3 separate regions of the Mus musculus genome follow, and all the other regions are linked to region 1. A link is a contact called in public HiChIP or PLAC-seq and promoter capture Hi-C data. All regions are on one chromosome and are shown on one strand. Each heading gives the region's core, a stretch centred on a gene start, on an enhancer-like site or on the middle of the called end of the contact. The rest is flanking DNA. Distances are from core to core; before and after follow the strand shown.

Region 1 (2,700 bases), core at 16-2,515:
GGAATGCAAGATCCAGAAAGCCTGGGGCTTCACAGCTAGTGCCAAAGCCAGAGAACAAACCAAGAAAATCTTGTTTCAAAAATAATTAATTAAGATTTTTTTTAACTCTCCCCCGAGGATGGAGAGATGGCACAAGGGTTAAGGGTCATTCCTTCAGCAACCACATTGGGGCAGCTCACAATCTGTAACTCAATTCCCAGAGCTGGCCTCTGATGCACCAGACACCTCGTGGTGCACATACACACATGCAGGTACACTCATACACATAAAAATAAGCAAATTCTCACCCCACCCCACCCGTAATTGTGCAAACCCACGGAGTGAAAGCACACGAAGTCTCCACCTTGATAATTGCTCGTGAATATTGTAAGTGACCAACACTCTGTTGGAAACCAAACGGGGCAAACCACCAGTTAAAACTAGAAGAGGAAGGAAGTGGGGGGCGGAAGGGGGTAGTGTAGAAGGTAAGTTGGACAGAAAACAGTGGCAATGGGTATCCTACTCAGAAACTTGTGCAAACATAACGAATAGAAGACAGTAATTTCCTGAGGTTCCAAGTAAGAGTTAAAAAAAAAAACTCTACGCGCATATTGTAGCCGAATATTTTTCTCTCTCAGGAATACTTAAGGTAGAGGGCTGGGGAGAAGGCGGGAGGTGGAGACCCAAAAGTCTTCTCGGGCTAGGTCAGGACTAAGATTACTACTCAACAGGCAGAACTCTAATGCTCCCCTCATGTTGTGTGCGGGGGCTCCCGGCCTGACGGGGAGAAGGGACAGAGGGACCGCCATCGATACAAACTTGTAAAAGCAGACGCGTTAACCGAGGCGCAGACACATGGTTGCCGTGGATACCAAGCCACGTACCCAACTGGGTTAGGACCCGCTCTTTAAGACAAGCAAGGGTCGTGGGCTGGGGACATAGGGATCGGGGAGGGACTGTCCTTCCCGCGACGTTGCCCTGGGCCTTGGTCCTCCCAGGCGCCTACCGCATAGAGGAGCACACTGCTAGGGCTGGCCGAGCCGACCGAGAATCGGGAGCTGGAGGAGCTAGGAACGTCCATGGCGCGGCTGCCGTCCCTGGCGGGGCCTGGGCTGGTCTGCTACACGGCTGTAGTGCAGCCGCTGGGGGCGGTTCTTTCGCACGGGGCGGCTCCCGTCTGCCCAGGACAGTGGCACTCCGTACGGCCACTGCACGGGACCCCGGGCACCGCCATCTTAACCAGGCCCGAGGCCGCGCAGGGACCGTGACGCACGCGCAGAAGCCGCGCCGGAAGCGGAAGTGGTGGGCACTGGGCGGGATCTGGGGGGGTCTCCGTGCTGATTCCCATGGCGGCGGAGCACGATTCGGACTCCGTTGAGCCTCCTGGTTCGGAGGCACTCCTGGACGCCGTTCTGCGGACCCTCTACGACCTGGGTGAGCGTAGCTCCTGGGAGGAGGCGGCCAAAGACAGTGAAACGCATCCCGAGGCGGCGGGACCACGGCCCACGTGGTCTCCTGGAGCCATGTCCGCAAGCGCTACCCTCTCCGGGACCTTCTCCCCCACTTGTTGGCCGACCTTTTGCTCTCCTTCTCACTGTGCAGGAAAATAAAATCAGAGATGGTTACTAAAGGCAGGCCACTCGCAGAAGGACAGGCACTGGCAGGCAGAAGAGCTCACGTTGATTGCCTGACTTTTAGAACCAGACACGTAACAAACGCTGTATTGTTTTTATTTTGGAGCGGTTGCTCAAAATTCCAAGCTCACTTACACGATTAAAAAGCAAAAGCAAGCTGAGAACTTGGAAGAACGTACCAGGTGTACATGTACATGCATTTTTGTGTGTTTCCCTCATTAACTGTCAGAGCAACCCATATATGTACACACATCTTCATAAAGGTCCTCCTTAAGAGCTCGAGTCTCAAGGTCTAGGGCCTGATGTCACATTCTGCGCTGTGTTAGGTTCTTTGTGTCCACCGACAACACTTGGCCTCCGACTTTCACAAGTTTGTTTGTTTGGGTTTTTTTTTTTTTTTTCTTTTTGGTTTTTCAAGACAGGGTTTCTCTGTGTAGCCCTGGCTGTCCTGGAACTCACTCTGTAGACCAGGCTGGCCTCGAACTCAGAAATCCGCCTGCCTCTGTCTCCCAAGTGCTGGGATTAAAGTCGTGCGCCGCCGCCACCACCACCACCTGGCTGACTTTCACAAGTTTTAAGACTAATTTTTAAAATCCTAGATACAGTTGATATTCACACATGCAGGAATTCATTACGGTAGTTACTTCCCAGCTACCTGGACTTTACCTATTCATTTTTATATCTATACTGGCAGAGTTACATTGGCCACAAGTACACAGCTAGTATTCAGAAAGCTCCTGGGCCCATACTGTAGGTCAGTACTGAGGCTTAGACGCCTGATTGAAATTTCAGATCACTGTTGAGAGTCTGAGCAGAAGAAACAAACTGAAGATGAGAAATAGAGTAGAAAGTAAAGGTATTCAAATTAAAGCAATTAAAGTTTAGCTGGATTCCCTTTAAATCCAAAACCGAAGGAAAACAAGAAGAACCCGGACATGTACCTGTAACCCTGCAGTGTGGTAAAAAGACATGCTAGTATAGAGGCAAATGCTTTTAACATGGTCCTGGGAACTATGACGTTGATGGCACCGGGTGTGAGGACTAGCGTAATTGTATTACTAAGGGTCAGAGGTGTATGCAGCTATCT
Region 2 (2,700 bases), core at 38-2,537, 1.1 Mb after region 1:
CTTCCAGGCCAGACCCTGGCCCCACCCTGTGGCAGGAAGGAAGCAGGGGCACAAACTGCAGATAACCTGACAGATCGTCATGCTTTTCCGTGCGAGTCCCTCCTTCGGACGACGAGCACAGACCACGTCAAAGTTTCAAGTCTCGTGAGGGACTGGCAGGCACAGGCCAACCATACATAGTAGTGGTTGTTTATTCTTGCCTCGACTGGGGGAGGGGGAGCACCCAGCACGTGCATTGAGAATGGCTGGGTGCTGCAGGAGAAAAAAAGATGAAAAAATCATGTCTCCATATCCAAGGCCTGTGGTCATCAGAGGACCATATATTTGTATTTATAAAGGTAATATAATGCAACCATATCTGGAGGGGAGGACGGGAGGAGAGAGGGAGGGAGGGAAAATACACGAGGCCAGGGGTCTACAGAAAAGAGACAGCATTCATCCACTTAAAACTCATTATAATCTCAATGCAAAGAAAGGAATTCCAACACCCCCACCCCACCCTCCCGAGGCCCACAACCCTGCCCCTAGAGACACAAAACGCAGGCGTGGCCCTGAGCCTTCATCCCTGCGGTTGGTGCTGCAGGGAGGAGGACAAGAATCGACGACAAATTGGCTCCTGCAACCCTGAGAGATTTAAACAATCCAAGGAGGAAAATGTAGAGTGAAACCAGGGTCAAAGCGGGAGGGAACTTGGTAGAATCACAGCAGGGGGCACCTGCTGGCCAGAGAGTCCAGACCAGCGCCTGATACCCCTAGAGCCTCAAGATTCCAGCCTAGCCTGAAACACCCAGACATTCTCAAGTTCCAGCTCGACCTTGACACCCCAAGAATATCAGGATCCCTCCCAGCCGCTGACACTTTAGGATTCTCAGTGTCTCCACCTGGCTCCTAACACCCAGATTCTCAGGATCCCAGCTGCTGACATTACTAGGATCCCAAGCCAACCCTAAACCACCCAAGACTCTAAATATCTCTGCCTGGTTCCTGACACCGCGAGGTTTGCAGGATATCTCGATATTCTAGACACCGGCTCTGGAGACCCTGACCCCGGCCCCCAACATTCCGGGACCCCAAGGCCTGCCCCTCTAAACACGTACGCAAACCCGCGCGTCTTACCGTAAGTCTCGGACATGGCGGTCTGCGCCATTCTGCCGCCACAGCTCCGCGGGGTCCGTCCTCCAGTCTCCGCAGAGCGAGAGGAACCGAGCGTGGAGAGCCGGGAACGGGCCCACGGCGAGCCGGCCACCGGCTGCGGCCCAGCGGGACTCGGCTCCGCGTCTGCGCACCGCCGCCCGGCGAAGGAGCCCGGCGGAGCAGGGGGAGGGGCGGGGTCGCAGGAGGAAGGAGGAGCGGGGCTGGGGAAGGGGAGGAGGGAGGGCAAGAGAAATGGTTGGAGGCTCCTAGTTGGAGGAGGAGGTGAAGGCAAAGGAGGATGAAGGAGGGGACCAGGAAGGAGGGAGGGCGGGACTAGGGAGGGGGCGCCTGCGCCCGTAGATCCTCCCAGATGGCTTAGCAGTACAGACTCAGCCTTTCTTAAGAGTGACCTGCCAGGCTAGGGTGGACAGGAGGCCGCCCGAGGGCTTGTTTTGACAGAAAGGGGGTTCACTAGCAGAAAGCCACGCAGGTGTGTTTGGTCACCAGAACTCTCCTGCTCACCACGTTAGTGGGCAGAGCAGTGCTGCTTGGCTCTTACTGCAGGCTAATTTCGAAGGTGTGTTCGGTTAATGAAGCAATACAGGTCAGAACCTACCCCTTCCTCCGAGGAAAAGGGTTGGGACATTTATTGAAAGGCAAATTGGGGTCGGGAGTTTGACCCACCTGAGCAAACCGGGGCCTAAGTAAGATCCTGCCTTCTTCACAGCAGCAGATGCCTGGGCTGTGGGAAGCCTACCGTGTACCTTTAACCTCCGCTGTCAGGCTCTACCACGGGTCAGACATTCTCTCCTGCCTCCGTGCTGCCTGTCCTAATATTTCATTATTGTGCTTTATGACAGAAAATTAAGGAGATGTGGGAAGGGAAAGAAGCCCCCGCCCCCATCCCGTAATCTTGTTGAAGTCTCTTGCTGGCACAGCATGCAAAGTTTGCTGTTGAGATTGTCTACCATCGTGTCGCTTGCCTATAATCCCAGCATTCAGGAGGCATAGGCAGGGTTGTTTCAAGTTGAAGGCCTATCTGGGCTACACAGCAAGGAGGGAAAACAAAGATGATAGAGACACAACTCAAAAAAATATATAAGTAAATATATTTTAAAATAACAGGAGTGACTGCCTGAATAATTCATTTGATATAGAGATATTTCATATACGAATGTGAAAATAGCCCAGCAGTGGTAGTGCAAGTCTTTGATCCCAGCACTGGGGAGGCAGAGGCAGGTGGACCTCTGTGAGTTCGAGGCTAGCCTGATCTAGCCTGTCTCCAAAAAAAAAAAACAAAAGGAAAAAAAAAAAAGAAAGAATGTTAAAATAGGAAGGAACTGCGCTGAAGGCCTGAGAGTGTGCGACCTTTGAGCTCAGCTTTCTTTCCCAGATGCAAATCTGTAATGTTCTGAGTCACCCACAAACACGATTACATTCAAAGCACATGCATGGTAGCACGGGCCTTTAACTCCAGATCTCAGAAGGCAAGAGACAAGCAGAGCTGAGTTCGAGGCCAGTCTGGACTGCATTCTGAGTTCTAGGCAAGCCAAGATTGCATTGTGA
Region 3 (2,700 bases), core at 175-2,674, 1.6 Mb before region 1:
GGATTTCTGTGAAATGATGGCCAACGAGGGCAAGACAGTAATTGTGGCAGCACTGGATGGGACCTTCCAGAGGAAGGCTTTCGGCAGCATCTTGAACCTGGTGCCCCTGGCGGAGAGTGTGGTGAAGCTCACCGCTGTGTGCATGGAGTGCTTCCGAGAAGCTGCCTACACGAAGAGGCTGGGTCTGGAGAAAGAGGTGGAGGTGATTGGCGGAGCCGACAAGTATCACTCCGTGTGCCGCCTGTGCTACTTTAAGAAGTCTTCAGCCCAGGCTGCTGGGTCAGACAACAAAGAGAACTGTCTGGTGCTGGGGCAGCCGGGAGAGGCCTTGGCTGTCAAGAAGCTCTTTGCCTCTCAGCAAGTCCTACAATACAACTCTGCCAACTGAGGGGACCTGGGGCCTGCCAGCTCCTACCCAGGTTGGACTCTCAGAGAGCAGGGGGAGCGCGGGCCTATCATTCCTAATGGACACTGTGCCTTGAACGGGCTCATCCATCGTCCACTCGCTGAAGCCGTTTTCAGTTCCCTTCTTGATTGCCAAGATGCCTCAATGCAGGCTGGAGCCCAGACCCTGCCTGGTGGCTAGGGGTCCCGCGTTCAGCCAAAGGTGAGGACAGAGCTGTCCACCATTGTGACACTGGTGGGGCTAGTTTCTTCCTTGTTGGTGGCTGGGTTTCAGTCTCAGAGCCCCACCCTCACCAAGGCTCCAGGCCTCTCACAGCTCCCCCATTTATGCCTAAACATTCTCTCCTCAGAACCCCAGCTCTTAGTGAGCCACTTTTCTTGTGCAAAGTGAACAATATTAAAGTTTACTACTAATGAAAAAAAAAAAAGAGTCAGGCTCTCTCACTGGACCTGGAACTGATCTCAGCCATACTGGCTCATCAGCGACTCGGGGGAGTCGGGGAGGGGGGGGGCGGCGGGGAGATGTGTCTCCACCACGCAGGATGGTAGTTACCTCTCCATGGGATCCTAACTCAGATGTTCATGCTTTCATAACATGCCCTTTTCCTACTGACCAATCTTCTCAGCTCTCATAACTTATTTTCAAAACATAAATCCAGATTTCATTTGTGATCCATTGTTTTAGAGACTTTGTGGTAACTCTTAACATGCACCCTTTTAAAAAGCAGCCATCTGGGGGGATTGCAGGATATCTATGTGAATTTAGGGCCAGCTAGAAAATTTAGGCCCTAGGCCTATTTCCAATCGGGAACTTCGGAACTGGTGTAATACTATGTCTGCAGCAACTCTTTTTACTAAAAACTGTGAGTGGCAGGAGGCATCACACTCCCAACAAAGTTGAAGGAACCTTATGCGGTCCTATGCCGGGCAGGGTATGTGTGGGTGGGAACCTCTCGCCGCGCACGCGCACTCGCGCTTAGGGTGGCCGGCGCACGCGCACAGGTCTACTCCCCGCGAAATGGAGCGGGTGTTGGCGGACGCGCTTCTAACGCAGAGTCGGGAGCCCGGCGAGTTGCTGGGCGCGCTGTGCGGCGGGGAGGCGAGTGCGGAGCGGGCGGAGACCCTGCGCCTGGTGCTGCAGCGGCTGGAGGAGCGCGGCGCGGGCGCCGGCGCGCTGGCCAAGGCGGCACACGAGGTGGCCAGGGACCACCTGGTGCCCTTACTGCACGCGTCCCAGGGCGGAGGGCCTGCGAGGCCCCGCGTGCTCCGAGCGGCGAGTGCGGCGCTGCGCTCGTGCGCGCGCCTGGCAGGACCGGAGCTGGCAGTCACTCTGGCCGAAGAAGCGCTGCGCGAGCTGCCGAGCGCGCCAGCCGTGGAGCTGCTGGCCGCCGTGGCGCCGTGTTTACGCGCGCCGGAGGATGCCCCGCTGCTGCGTCGCCTGGGGCGCGCGTCTGTGGAGCTGGCGCTGGCCGGGGACGCGCCGCCGGCCGTGGGAGCGCGCCTGCTGCCCGCGCTGGCACAGAGCGCAGAACCGGCTCTGCGTGCGGCGTGGGACGCGCTGAGCTCCGCGGGACCGGGAGCTGAGGGCAGCACTGGGCCAGAACTGCTGGTGCTGAGCGCACTGGCCGAGAAGCTGCTGACCAACCATGAGCGCCACGGGGATCTCGACGCCCGTCTCTGCGGCCGCTTCTGGAGAACCGTCCAGGCGGGGCTGGGCCGCGCGCAGGACGGGCTCACGCGAAAGCGCGCGCGCTACCTGCTGCAGAGGGCTGTACAGGTGTCTGCAGAGCTGGCGGTGGACTGCTCCTGCAGCCCCCAGGACACAAAAGGTACCCACTTGTCTCTCTAAAAAACAAAATTGTGTGTGTGTGTGTGTGTGTGTGTGTGTGTGCGCGCGCGCGCGCGTGCCTGTGTAAGTTTATGTGCATCACGTGCGTATGCTTGGGAGGGCATCAAATCCCCTTGAGCTGGAGTTAAAGGCAATTGTGAACTACCTGATGTGTGTGTTGGGAGTCAAACTCCAGTCCTCTAGAAGAACATCAAGTGCTCTTAACCCCTGAACCATCTCTCCAGACTGGCACCTACTTATCTCTTTGCCCCAGCCACACTCTGCTACCTCAAACCAGCCTTCAAGGGGCGTCCACCTCATCCTGAGCGGATTTGACACTTGCATGTGGTACCCTACACCGGCCTCCTCCTGCACTTTGGGAAAAGTGGACCCAGTGAAGGTTAAGATATCGCACACGCGGTAGCATGCTCTGTGTAAAACCAAGCCTGCTCCACGCCTTTACATCC

What was found. Promoter capture Hi-C pulls out the DNA fragments that hold promoters and counts their contacts. HiChIP or PLAC-seq counts read pairs in DNA pulled down with a chosen protein or histone mark.
Region 2: a contact with region 1 is called in a promoter capture Hi-C map of embryonic stem cells, with 3 times the contacts expected there. The contact joins the promoter of Rab4a here to the promoter of Gnpat in region 1. A contact is called at or near these places in 2 of 39 promoter capture datasets (embryonic stem cells and liver).
Region 3: a FOXA1 HiChIP or PLAC-seq map of pancreatic cancer cells shows a contact between it and region 1. The contact joins the promoter of Tarbp1 here to the promoter of Gnpat in region 1. A contact is called at or near these places in 2 of 39 promoter capture datasets (liver and pre-B cells) and 1 of 115 datasets of contacts at active chromatin or transcription factors (pancreatic cancer cells).

The regions. Positions count from the first base shown.
Region 1 is chr8:124,861,598-124,864,297 of GRCm38.p6, reverse strand. It overlaps Gnpat (glyceronephosphate O-acyltransferase), which reads right to left and starts at 1,265. Exons shown (of 16, transcript NM_010322.3): 1 at 986-1,265. The coding sequence starts at 1,060. 2810004N23Rik (RIKEN cDNA 2810004N23 gene) reads left to right here and starts at 1,269. Exons shown (of 7, transcript NM_025615.2): 1 at 1,269-1,413. The coding sequence starts at 1,326.
Region 2 is chr8:123,804,583-123,807,282 of GRCm38.p6, reverse strand. Rab4a (RAB4A, member RAS oncogene family) reads right to left here and starts at 1,287. Exons shown (of 8, transcript NM_009003.3): 1 at 1,117-1,287. The coding sequence starts at 1,147.
Region 3 is chr8:126,473,789-126,476,488 of GRCm38.p6, reverse strand. Tarbp1 (TAR RNA binding protein 1) reads left to right here and starts at 1,424. Exons shown (of 30, transcript NM_001159907.1): 1 at 1,424-2,234. The coding sequence starts at 1,424. It also overlaps the pseudogene Gm6091.